Linked DNA regions of Sus scrofa: all the other regions are linked to region 2. The links are chromatin contacts, called in public Hi-C and HiChIP or PLAC-seq maps. All regions are on one chromosome and are shown on one strand. Each heading gives the region's core, a stretch centred on a gene start, on an enhancer-like site or on the middle of the called end of the contact. The rest is flanking DNA. Distances are from core to core; before and after follow the strand shown.

Region 1 (4,231 bases), core at 1,351-3,850, 76 kb before region 2:
TGGAAGCGCGGAGGGAGGGCTGGCCTGTCCCCGGAGCTGCGGCTTCCGGCGCCGTGTGCCAACACCACCACTAGATGGCGCCGGCTCACAGCCCACGACCGGGTTCCCTGCACCCGCTCATCGTGTGTGGTCCGGGATTTCAGAAACCCGGCTGAGGAGGCATCTTCTTTTAAACAGCAGGTATTTATTAGCAAAAGAGGGACGCCCAGAACTTGCTGTAAACCCACGTCAATACAGCTGTGCTATTTCTCTTGAACCAACGTGATCCGTACAGAGAAAATGTAGTTGAAATGGATGCAAGGTCATCAAAAAGATTTTAAAGTGTCTTACATTCTGATATGTCTATTTTCAGGGGTTAACGTGAGGAGGGCTTCAAACTAGTGATACACTTGAATTCGGTGGCTAAATTGAACTTGGATGAAATGATGCATTTATGGCATTCGACTTTGGGGTAAGATTACAGGCAACATCTTCAAACGTCCTGTTTTTGGACAAAAACACACAGAAACCAGGTTTCAAAGGGGAAATAGCCCACATGGCCTGACCTTCCTCGTCTGTTATACACAGAACTTTATGTTAAAATCAACATTCTTTTCACTCCTGGGTCCTTGACACATGTGTCCTCAGATAAGGCGGCAGAAGTGTTTCCAGGCACTGGGCAAGATGTGCTATCTGCATCCCACAAACTTAAACCTTTATGATGTCATGACGCTGACTCGACACAATAAACACGCCTCCTGGCTTCATTCAACATCCTCCCACCAATGTGGAACCAGGACTGTCCTGACCTTGTCCTGAGTTAACTGAACTACCAAGGCCTGAGCACAAGGTGGGAACCAGGGGGGAGATTAATCAGGCAGCACCAGCTGGTTTGGCTGGTAATCTCACCCTCACCAGAAGCCAGCGTGGCTGCCATGATCCTGTAGCCTTTTATGGTTATACATGTATAAATGAGTATGAAATACAGAGATTTTCTCTATTGCTTCCACGAAGAGTTCAACCTACCACACGAATTTTAAATCTCACAAGTTTCACTCCACCAGAGACACTTAATGGAAAGAATTATTTCATGTTTTACTTAATAATTTAAGTAAAACTTCCCAAATCACATCGCTAAACTGTCTCTGGAATCTCAGGCAGGCTGCCCAGGCTTGCCGTACAATGGGTTGTAGTTACACTGTTGTTCATGAAAATGCAAAACAAAAACAAACCCTCAAAGCATAAAGGCATTTCTTCTTCATGAACTTCTTCATTCTTCGGTTTTCAGTTTTCTCTCCTTTTTTACATAAAGGGGAAATATTCCCCTTTGTTGCATGGCTTTAGTTTTCTCCAGGTTTATAGCTCACCTTCAATTTAACAAGTTTTTAAAAAGTCCAGAAAAGAATTACAACTCAATGGAGCAATGCCACTCAGAAAAATCTTGGGAAAGCCCCAATTACGAACGTTTATTTTTTCAGTCCTTTAGTCATATTTCTATTTTGAGGAGTTACAGTGTCATATTTCTGTGACTGTTTTCCAAGAGCTCGGTTGGCTAACTGGGAGCTGTGAAGCTATGAATTAAAAATGTTGAAAGCTCAAGTAAAGGGTTTTCCGTCAAACTCTATCAAATGGGCTGGAAAAGAAAGGCCCTCAGCCCGGTCCCTCCACCTCCACTGGCCCGTCCCCAGCCTGGAGAGAGATCCGGAGCAAAGGGGAAGGGGCCGGCCACCTCTTCCATTCAGGCGGGAGCTTCAGGCCATGCTCAGCTCTGAAGGGCGATACAACATCCATACTCCTTGCACGGCTGCAAGTGGGCAGCTGCTCCGTGGGGATGTGCACGTGCACGTTGTGGGAGGAGGCGGCGGCCATCCCGGGGTGGGGACAGCTCTCTGAGGACCCATTTTGAGGACACAAAAGCCACATCTCAGTACCCAGTCTTCTACTTACTAAAGACGTCATCTTGGTCGCAAGTAATTTATTTGCTCTTCAGATAAAGCCCAGGAGTGGCTTCGATGCTGCTCGGAATTCAGTAGGGAGCAGAGTACACGTATCCGGGGGGGGGGGGGGGGGCGCACTGCTGATCATCAACCTGCGGACAAGTGAACTCGAACTTGAGGGTGAAAGCAGCAGCCCAGCCACGTACCGTCACCAGAAGGTCCCTCTGAATCCCTGCTCTGCCGTCCTGAGGCGTCTACGAGCTGCTCTCCCTCGGCACCCACATTGATCCCCTGAGGGACAGGGACCCACGCTCTCCCCAGAACACCAAGTTAGGCCCAGACTAAAAGCCCGGCGTGATGTGAGACGGGAAGTGATGGGAAAAATCACCCCTGCTCTGAGCATTTAGGTTCTGTTCTCTAAACCCATTTTTTAAGAACAGCAGCCACTGACACTGTTCCTTCTCTGACCTAAAAAACACCTTTTCCAGGCTGCTATGTCCCCGTCACCCTCCATTTATAACTTCCACTTCTCTCCAAATGCTGACAGCTTACAGGTGTGCTCAGGACTGAAAAGAACTACTGATCCTGGACGCAGAGCTAGCGCCAGGATAAAGCACATTCACAGACGGAGTGTGTCCGTGGCCGGTATTTCTCCGCAAAGCTGCTGAGTCACCCCAGGGCCGCCCTAGGCACTGCCGCTGAGCCCGCACCCTCTCCTGTCTATCCAGATCCTTCCCTCCTCACAGGCACAGAGGTGGCATGCATGCACGCCAGGCACGTGTGTGAGATGCATGTCCGCCTTGCACACACGGTCCCAAGTACACGCGCAGGCTCACACACTCAGTTTCCCACAGAAGCATCGAAGTGTGTTTGGGCTGGAGGGTCGCCCAGGGGCAGCCACTGCCCAGCCAGATAATTACACACGTGACCCCGAGTCTGAGAATGCGCTCCTTTTCCCACAGCCAGATGATTACAAAGTCCAGAACTCAAACCCCAATGAATACACCATTCTTTAAAAGGAGAAAATGTGTGTGTGTGTTGAGGCTATTTTTAAAAGCTGAGCGCATCAATTCATCCCCTTAAAAACCTCAAGTGGCCAAGCGCAGGCACCACCATGAACTAAACACGTGGGGATCACAGGGTCCCTTCTAATTTCTTCTACTCAATGACGTCTCTCCATGTCTTGATTTCTAGAAAACACACGCTAAAGCTAACACACCTAACTGTAAAAGAAAAATAGGAAAAAGTTCTTATTTTTAGAGTCTGGACAAAAATTATAGTCACACGCCATCGTGGCTGTGTCTTCAGAACCACAGCTGCAGGCGGAGCCCTGCGGTTCCCTGCACCATAGTCATGGCCACCACTCGGCTAAAGGCCATGTGCTCTTCTGCAAGTTCCCGGGACGCAGCCAGGACCCCAGGCCTGGGGCCGACATGGTGACATCTGCGCTCTGCCAGGTGGGGGACAGGTCACCAGGACAGAGACCTCAGCCTCCACTCACCTCTCCCCCCCACCCCACCGCCAGCAGCTTTGGCAAGGCATCCTGAACTTATCTGAAACAGCTCGGCTGATGGGTTCTAACAGTGGCTCGATCACAGTTAACAAGCCACAGGGAAGCATCTCCCCGTTAGACAACCACAGTCATAAATCCCTCTGTATTTTTAGGAAACGTCCCCATGTCTGTCTATGACTCACTCACACAGCACACAGTGAACACATGTGGTTTTAACCGCAGAGCTTCACTGCTGGATTTGAGCAGGGCAAAGGCCTGTCACGCTCCCCAATCTCTGGTGCCATCAAAAGCTCCCTGGGGCTCGGATCCCACCTGAAACCCACTGGGTGACGGCAGGCCTGGTCCTTGCCCACTAGACCGCACAGCACAGTGCTGTCACTCCAGTGCCCCTCCCAGCCCCACATGGAAGGTCCACAGAGGGCTGCTGACGTCTGCCTGGGGCTCCATCTCCAGCCCCAGGACAGCATCACTGAGCAGGACAGGCCTCTGCTTCAGGACGGCCACCCCCGGCTGCCAGCTCTTCAGGTCACAATAACCCTGAGCAAGTGTCCCTGTGTGTGGACACCTGACTCCTTCACTGCCAGGTAACTCTCACCTGCTTCTGCACCCGAAGCCTCAGTTCATCTAATTCTTAAAGCAAGCATAAAAGCCTGTGAAAGCAGTTCTCAGGCCTGGCTATGCCTTCCTTTCCAAGCCAGCCCCTCAGTCTTGCTAACGCATCTACATGGATGGGAGTTTCTAGGCTTTTGCTGCCAACTTTTTTGTAGACCCAGAAGATGGACAAATTCCCAGGTGTCTGCAA
Region 2 (4,050 bases), core at 787-3,286:
TAAAACAACATCTTAGAAAGAAAGGTGGAACTTCAGAGTCCCAAGAAAACTTTAATCTCTAAATTAGTCAACTTAAAAGGTCTTATACAAGTAACAATGGGATTAACACTGGCGACGTAAACTATTCTCGGGTCATCAGTGACTAATGCCACTTAACACATCCAAAACTTAAAGTTCTTGATGGAGTTATGTTTCAGTATCCTAAACCATTTGGAAAGATTACTCTGACAAACAAAAGCTTTCAGAAACAAAACTAAGCAAAACTCCTCTCTCTCTCTTTCCACTGTTGACTCCTGGACCTACCAAATATGCTTCCTGGCCACTTTGTTTCATTTTAGAGACATTCTCATTCCTCTTAGATAGCTTTACTGCACACCTTTTGGGATTTTTTTTTTTTTTTTTGATGTGCTGTTTCAGTATATTCAAACAAGTTTAACAAAACAAAGCCCTACTAACAAACTAGAAAAATACTTGACATAATATATTTATATCTTAACACATCAAAATTCTAATTCCACTACCAAAATACTTGAGTGGCTGGAGGGGGGGCACCCCCAGGCCCATTCAGCACAATTCAGGAGTCGCTGTTGTGAAACCAAGTCTGTCCTTCTCAAGGAGCTGAACTCTCAGACCCAGGTTCCTAAGGCCAGCTCCACACCCTCCAATGTTACACGGAGAGGAAAATGCTCCAATTCATGTGTGGCAGTGGCATGTGGTCTATTTAATTCTGGCCAGTCTGTGTAAATATAAGTAACACAGCTATTTTGACGCGGCAATCAAAGAATGCAAGAGAATATGAAGGAGGAACAAACAAATGATAAAATGAGCTCTTTTTTGAGGGGCAGGAGAAAGATCCTACCAAATAGCACGCATGCCTAGTTCCTTAAAGTAGCACTTACATTCCTAAACCAAAATACTCCAATCATATTAATAGGGCAGCGTGAAAAATAATCTGGAGAAGATCCTGTAGGGAGAAGACCCACCCTCCCATCGCCTCTCAGCAGTCCTTTAAGTGTATTTATTACATAGCCACGGGGTGCGAGCACCTCAATGTTTAAATCATCTTTAATCAAGATTTGAGACCTAAGGGCACGTTCGTGGGGGAAAATGCCTTCCGGTTGCACGTTTAATTCAGACTTTTGTGACTCTCCTTTAAGTCAGTGCTCTGCGCCGCCCAAGGTCCCGCAGCCCTGCCCTTTGTTACAGTATAGACCCTGCCGACAGGCTCGGCCCCCCGCCACGGACACCCGGGGCTTCCAGCTCCAGCCCAGATTGCATGCGGGTCCCACGGCGGACAAGCATCAGGTCCCACGGGCAGGACGCAACTCCACGCGCCTCAACCCCGCACAAGGATGCCCGAGCCGGTGCCCACCGGCGGCTAGCGCCCAAATCCGCGCGCTGGCCCCGGCCTGGGACCTAATCAGGTATGAACACTTATGTAATCGCGCAGGGGCCACGCCTTTCCCACCGCCCCACCTCCGCCCGGACAAAGTGAAGTTTAAAATAGAAACCAATTACCTGGCCTGGGCAGCGCCTCGGCGCCTGGAGCGCGGTCCGCGCAGCCACGCGCACCCAGGGCCCCGGCCCCCACTCCCCCGCCCCCACAGACCCCCGTCCCGGCCCACACTCCCCCTACCCCCGCAGACCCCAGTCGGAGCTCTCACTCCCCCGCCCCCTTCAGACTCCCGCCCCGGCCCTCATCCCCCACTCCAGCTAACCCCCTCCCGGGTCCCCACTGCCCCAGCCCCGAGCAGACCCCGCCCCAGTCAGGACCCTACTCCCAGACCAGGCCCTCACTCCCGGGCCAGGCCCCCCATTCTCCCGCCCCCACGCAGCCCCGGGCCCTGCCTGCCCCACCCCCCCAGACCCATTCCCCCGATCCGTCCCCGGCCAGACCCCCTCCCCCGGCCCGCACGGACCCCCGCCTTTGTTACGGTGCGAAGTTGGGCCGTGGGTCCCCGTCTCTTTCACTTCTTGGGTTACAGTGCAGGCTTGTGACGTCCGCTCCACATGACGGGGGCGGGGGGCGGGCACCGGGGGGCGGGGGCGCGGGCCGGGTCCTCCCCCACCTCTCCGCCCATCCCTCCCCGCCTACAGCCCTCCCCCAGTAAACTGGGCCTCCAGAGGCCGCAGCCCAAGCCGCGGGGCGGGCAGGTAAATACTACCCCCCTCCCCCCGTCAGGCGCCCTGGGACCAGCGCCGCACCCGCGGGAGAAACAGAAATAGGAATGATTTAATCCAGCGACACCTCCCCCTACTGCCCATTCCTCAATCCGCGATCTCACAGAGATTGGGGAAGGAGAGGGGCAGAATCGGGTAGTATTCGGATTTAGGGAGCGGAAATGGCCCGGCGGGCGACGCGGGCTGGACCCCACCTTGTAACCGAGTTAGGATCTTGCTGGGGGAGGACGAAGGTCTCCTGGGTTGGCCAGTGGACTATCGGGATGACCTCCGTGCGGCCCTGCAGGCGGACACACTGTGCGTGGACGAGGCCCGGGCGCGGGATCCCTCCCAGGGATCCCCCTGCAGGGGTCTCGGGGAAGGAGGGGGTACACGTGTGTCCTTAACCCGTTCCCTGCAGCAGCAGCATCCATCTCTGAGCGAAGCAGCAAAGCAACTCCAGCACTGAACAGAGCTGCTCCTTGGTCCCTTACACACACACACACACACACACACACACACACAGAGCACTACTAATATTCCTAGAGAAGTTGGTGCCCTACTAAACCCAGAGGAAACGTGGGGGGGCCCGTGACGCACTCCGCCGGTGAATGTGCCCATTGTGCCGGGGAGCCGTTGCCAGTGCTTCGCATTCTTAAGTAGGTGGGCAGTAAAATTGCACTGACCCTGGGCAGGTCACATTCTATAATTTGCCACGGCCTAAATATCAACTTCCAGTGAGAAAATAAAATTTGAAGTTGGAAGGTACATGCTGTCCTTCACTTTTTCTAGAGTTAACAACAGTTTCAACAATCCTGGACCTCGATACGCCTAGCGAGTGACGAGTAGAATCCATCACTCTGACCCCAGGCGCTCAGGGCGCGCCTGCCGCGTGGGAACGAGACGGAAGGAACCACACATTTCGATCCCCCAACCTCTGAGAAGCATAATCACATCCCTCCTTTTCTTCCCCTTCTGCAGGTTTCGACTTGCATCCGAAAGCACTTCTTTTGCCCGTTCTTTACAGAACACTCGGAGGAGGCAAGGTCTCTATTTGGAATGCTGCATGCCCACCTAGCTGCAAAGATTCAGATAATAGCGTGTCCGTGTATACAGCTCATAACTGTGCAAATCAGGACCCTGCGGATGCGCGGGGCTGGTCGGACTTAGTGTGCAGACACATGGGCGCATGCACGCGCGCGCGCGTACACACTCACACCCCAAATTACCTCCGGGATGGAGAAAGCCGCTGCGGATTGGCCCGGAGAGCCGTCACTCACACCCAGGGGGCAGGGAGACTTTGCAAGGCTGTTTCCTTCCACCACCCCCCCTTCATTTATTGGTAAAACAACAGCAGAGCTCTGAAAGTTAGCCTTCTGCACCGAGAGTTTGCCTTCTTTAAACGAGGGAGGCATCATACGATATCCATTTAAATCTATTTTCTACTTCCACAGTGGATGAAAGGGGAAATTAGCAATCGGGATGGGGGCGGAGAGGCAGCTCGCTGTAAAAAGGAGGGGGTCATCCGGGAGGGGTGGACGCAGGGAGAAGAGTTGTTCTCAACACCCAAAAGGGACTTTGACCTTTCATTGATCTCGAAATTAAAAAATGTTTTTCACAGGTCAGATTGTATCAAACGCCGGTCCTAATTGATGAACTCATTATTTTAATTTTATTATTTAAACACACGCCAGCAATCGTGTTTCCTTAAGAAAGAACTGACCTATTTTTGGCTGGAGATAAAGGATCATGTTAACAGATGTTAATCTTGTAATCTGTTTTTCCTGTAAGCACTTTACATACCCGGGTTTCAGACCTTAAAAATAACATCTTTTCCAAAAAGACCTGACGTCACAATTCACTCGCTGAAAAATCGCTCCCCCTCTCCAG
Region 3 (3,957 bases), core at 1,057-3,556, 92 kb after region 2:
GAAAACCATGGCTGGTTCTATAAAGCCATAGTTCCTCCCTCTTCCAGAGTCTCATTTCGTCCTGCTGTGGCCCCCAAATGGTCCTGCAAGCTGCCTTGCCCCAGGTATCCACCCCCTTGGTATTCCCATCCCCAGTGTGTAACCAACCAATAGCCTAATGGAGAAAAGATGTCGTGAGATGTCCAAACTGTGGCATCTGAAGACACTGCAGCTTCTGCCTTAAACTCTGATCACGCACTCATTCTGGAGGGAGGTGGCCACCAGTAGGACAAACCAACAGCCCTGAGCAGACTTCACTCGATGTAGGACCAGCCAGCCTGCTGTTGAGTCACCATTCTGGAAGTGGCCTGCAGGTGACCACAGCCCCAAGGGACACATTCATGCAATCTCTTTAGTGATCCTGAGCCAGAACCACCAGCTTAAGCCAGTGCTAAATTCCTGACCCACAGGAAAAGCAAAAACAAACAAACAAACAAACAAACCAAACAAAAAACCTAGAGAATTCCTGTTGTGGTGCAACAGAAAAAAACCCGACTAGTATCCATGAGGATGTGGGTTGAGGATCCGGCGTTGCCATGAGTTGTGGTGTAGGTCGCAGACATGGCTTGGATCTGGCGTTGCTGTGGCTCTGGTGTAGGCCAGTGGCTATAGCTCCGATTAGACCCCTAGCCTGGGAACCTCCCTATGCCGCAGGAACGGCCCTAGAAAAGATAAAAAGACAAAAACAAAACAAAACAAAACAACCAAAAAAACCCTGTTCCCTTTAAGATTTAGATGGTAAAGAAAAGGGAAGGTCCTTCAGGGTTTGCTTAGGGCTTGGAGACGATGCTCACTTTTCACTTTGTAAGAAGAAGAGGAAGGAGGGATGAAGTTAAAAATGCCATCTATGGGGGATAATGGATAGAGAGAGGGGTAAAAAAGAGAAGTCAAGTTAAGGGTGAACTAGGGGAAGGGTAGGTTTTACGCCCCAAGACAGGGCAGTGAATTGTGCTCTGGACTGCACTTGGTGCTCAATCCATACACATGGAGCCATCGGATGTTTGAGTGGAGTAGGTCCAAGGGGGCCAAAGTAAGCATGGAGGAAGGTCAAGGCTGGGGCTCTACAGGGTGCCAGTGAGAACCCCCTGGGAATCCAGGAGGTAAACCCAGTCCTATCTGCTGAGGGGTTTCGGGGGAGTAAGGGGTCTGAGAGGTAAGGAGCAGAACTGTCCCTGAGGAGAGAGCTCAGAGTCCTGTGCAGTGAGCACCCAGGGAAGGGACAGAGAGGCCCCAGGGGCTGGGCCACCACTGACTTTTCTTAATCAAGAGCCAATGCCTTTTGTTTCCCTCTGGAAGGTCCTTGAGTCCCTGCGAGGCCTGGCTTATCCACGACAGTGGAGGCTTTGTGCTTCTCTCTGAAATAAAACTTTTATCTTAAAAAAGAAAGTGTATCCAATGCAGTCTGTCCTAATCACCATATTCAGCGCTTCCTCAACTCTGGAGGGGAGGGCGCATGGGCTCTGGTTCCCTGGGGCACAGGGGAAAGTACCAGTACTGCAGAAGCTGGCTCCTAATTCTTTCTTCCCTATCTCTCTTATAATGTGTCAAAGATACACAGGAAGTTTAATTCCAAAACTTGGCTTTGATTTTTTTTTTCCAGCTAAACATTGGGAAAGACCAGGCCATGTGGCCAGGGAAAGTGAAACGTGGATTAAATTCCCAAACATGTGGGGCAGCGTGACAAAAGGGCCCAGGAATGCCGAGCAGGGCCGGGAGCATCCGCAGCTGGCACAGGTGTGGCCTGCTTGGGAGGAGATGCTTCCCTGTGTCTAGGGCTTGAGGGAGAGAAGCTGGCTGGCCATGACTCACAGGCCTCTTTTTGTTCTCCGAAGGCCGGAGTGAACTGAGGACTCATTAGAGGCCCTGCGCTCCCCCAGCAGGTCCAGTCAAGCCTCTTTGACCCAACTTGCACTGGAGCCTGACAGCAGTCTCGCAGGCTCAGCGTCCGGGCCCACAGGCTAGGGATACCCTTGCAAGACGGAAGGGCGGGTTCTGAACCAGGTGAGATAGGGAGGAGGGCCCCGGCGGTCACGTGACCGGCAACATGAAAGCAATTTTGTTAACATTCTGGGCTCCAGGGTCGCGGAGCGCGGCCGGGGCCCCTTAAAAAATCCACGGATCGCCTGCGCCGCGTGTGCCTGCAGATCGTGCAAACTCCCGGGAGCGGAAGGCGGGCTGCTCTCCCGGTCGCCCAGTCGCCTGGCCTGGAATGAGGCCACCACCCGGCAGGTCACCATGCCGGAGTACGTGCCCCGGCCGGTGGCCCAGCGGGACTCGGGTTTGTCGCCGCACAGAGCAGGGGACACTCAGGCCCTGAGGACGCCGGCCCCGGGTCCCAGGATCGCGGCCCGCTTCACAGCCGCTCTGGTGATGAGGGGACAGATGCCCGCGACATCCTAGTAAAGATGTGGGCTCAGCCCACCAGGGAGGCGCTGGGCTGGGATTTAGGCGGCGGCTCGGCTGGGCCAGGGAGGGAACAGTTCTTCCTGGGCCCGCGGCTCCAGCGCGGCCTCCATTTCCCGGCTCTGCGCGGCGGCCTTTGTCTCGGCGGGGCCCGTGGCGCCCCCTGCTGGCCGGCCTGGGCCGCGCCTCCTCGGCCTCTTCCGGATCTTGCTAGTTTCTCTGGAGGCCGCGGCCACACAGACAGAGATTATGCAGTTTTGCTCGCTGCAAAGGAGATGCTTGCATGGCTGTGCCTGTAGCCCTTCAGCGCTCGCGGTTCCCCTGTCAACTCAGAGGCGGCCAGACAGGAGCGGCAGCTTTGCTGGGAGAACCCCGTTTCCCTCAGCAGCTTCAGTGGGGCCGAGAATCCTGGGCTTGTGCCACAAAGCTTTAGAAAATGGCTCCATTGAACCTTTCCAGAGATGTTCCCCAAGCCGCAGAGGTTTGGCCATTTGAAGCCCTTTTAAGTCAATATACCAAAGAGCTTTAGTCTGGATTAACTGCACAATGCCAAAATTTCACTTTTAAAAGCACAAGGACTAAGTGCAACCTAAGCGTATTTGTAAACCAGGCAAAACAGGCACTTGGGAGAGCCCTCCTCTCCCCACACCCCTCCCTCCATCCCATTTTGTGCCTTTGCCCAGAGCCTCAGGAGCCAAAAATCCTGGCAACTCTCTTCTTCCCGCTGGCAACGGCGAAGTGTGGGCGCAAAGAGGTCATCTTTTAAATCTCTGAAGGATTCAAGTCAGTGTGTGTCACAAAAAAGCACACTTCCCCTCAGCTCAAGGTGGGGGGAAGCCTAGGAGGGTCCCTGGTGCAACAGCTGGACCTAGGAGGGCCCTGGTCAGGCGACCCCACCTCTCTCCATCCCCCAGCACATCGCAGGTTCTCGATAATGAAACAAGGATTCTGCCAAAGAAATCCACTACGATGCCCCTGGCTTTCTAGGAGCAATAAATGAAAGTCTCTTATAGTAAAAAAAAAAAAAAAAAAAAAAAAAAAGATTGATGAAGTCGTCAGGGAGAGGCAGAGAAAACACAGCCTAATCCAGCAACTCAAGACAACGGTGCAGAAGCAATTTGCTTCTGAAACTCTAACAGGAGATGCTTTAGCACTTCCTGGCAGCACTGCAGGAGCCAGCAAATAAATATTTCCACATGGAAGAAAATGGTCCTTCAAAACATGGCTTCCCCCATTCAAGAAAGAGATACAGCAAGGCTCCCCTACTTTAGTGGCAAAGAGCATCCTTATTTATTTGTTCCAGTTTGGAAACTGTGTGCCTTTCCATTAGGATTCGCGGATGTAAACACTGGTTCCCCAGTGAATTGAATTAGTCCGACACCCCCTCCCCCCCTTGCCACTTGCTTCAGGGAACAATAGAGGAGCTTCTGGCTGACAAATTACGCCTTCATTTAATGCTCTGATTATCTGGCAAGTTAAAAACAGTCATATTAAAAGCCTGGACCTGCCTCATAT

What was found. A called contact is a pair of places that touch in the nucleus more often than the background predicts. HiChIP or PLAC-seq counts read pairs in DNA pulled down with a chosen protein or histone mark.
Region 1: a contact with region 2 is called in an H3K27ac HiChIP or PLAC-seq map of skeletal muscle. The contact joins the enhancer-like site here to the promoter of ZNF516 in region 2. A contact is called at or near these places in 11 of 47 Hi-C or Micro-C datasets (embryonic fibroblasts, fetal heart ventricle, fetal skeletal muscle and 6 more) and 2 of 2 datasets of contacts at active chromatin or transcription factors (alveolar macrophages and skeletal muscle).
Region 3: a contact with region 2 is called in a Hi-C map of brain, with 4 times the contacts expected there. The contact joins the enhancer-like site here to the promoter of ZNF516 in region 2. A contact is called at or near these places in 1 of 5 promoter capture datasets (liver), 10 of 47 Hi-C or Micro-C datasets (brain, embryonic fibroblasts, epiblast stem cells and 5 more) and 2 of 2 datasets of contacts at active chromatin or transcription factors (alveolar macrophages and skeletal muscle).

Annotation. Positions count from the first base shown.
Region 1 is chr1:148,061,995-148,066,225 of Sscrofa11.1, reverse strand. All of the region lies in intron 2 of ZNF516 (zinc finger protein 516), which reads right to left. Among named protein-coding and RNA genes, the nearest start is that of ZNF516, 76 kb to the right of the region's middle. Within about 2 kb of position 2,600, at least 32 of the 83 cell types and tissues checked have an H3K27ac peak or open chromatin away from gene starts, as enhancers often do. A contact at or near this core is called in alveolar macrophages, skeletal muscle and subcutaneous adipose tissue, where this site is marked.
Region 2 is chr1:147,985,646-147,989,695 of Sscrofa11.1, reverse strand. It overlaps ZNF516 (zinc finger protein 516), which reads right to left and starts at 2,036. Exons shown (of 7, transcript XM_021099077.1): 1 at 1,920-2,036.
Region 3 is chr1:147,894,215-147,898,171 of Sscrofa11.1, reverse strand. No RefSeq gene overlaps it. Among named protein-coding and RNA genes, the nearest start is that of ZNF516, 91 kb to the left of the region's middle. Within about 2 kb of position 2,306, at least 56 of the 83 cell types and tissues checked have an H3K27ac peak or open chromatin away from gene starts, as enhancers often do. A contact at or near this core is called in alveolar macrophages, brain, epiblast stem cells and 2 more, where this site is marked.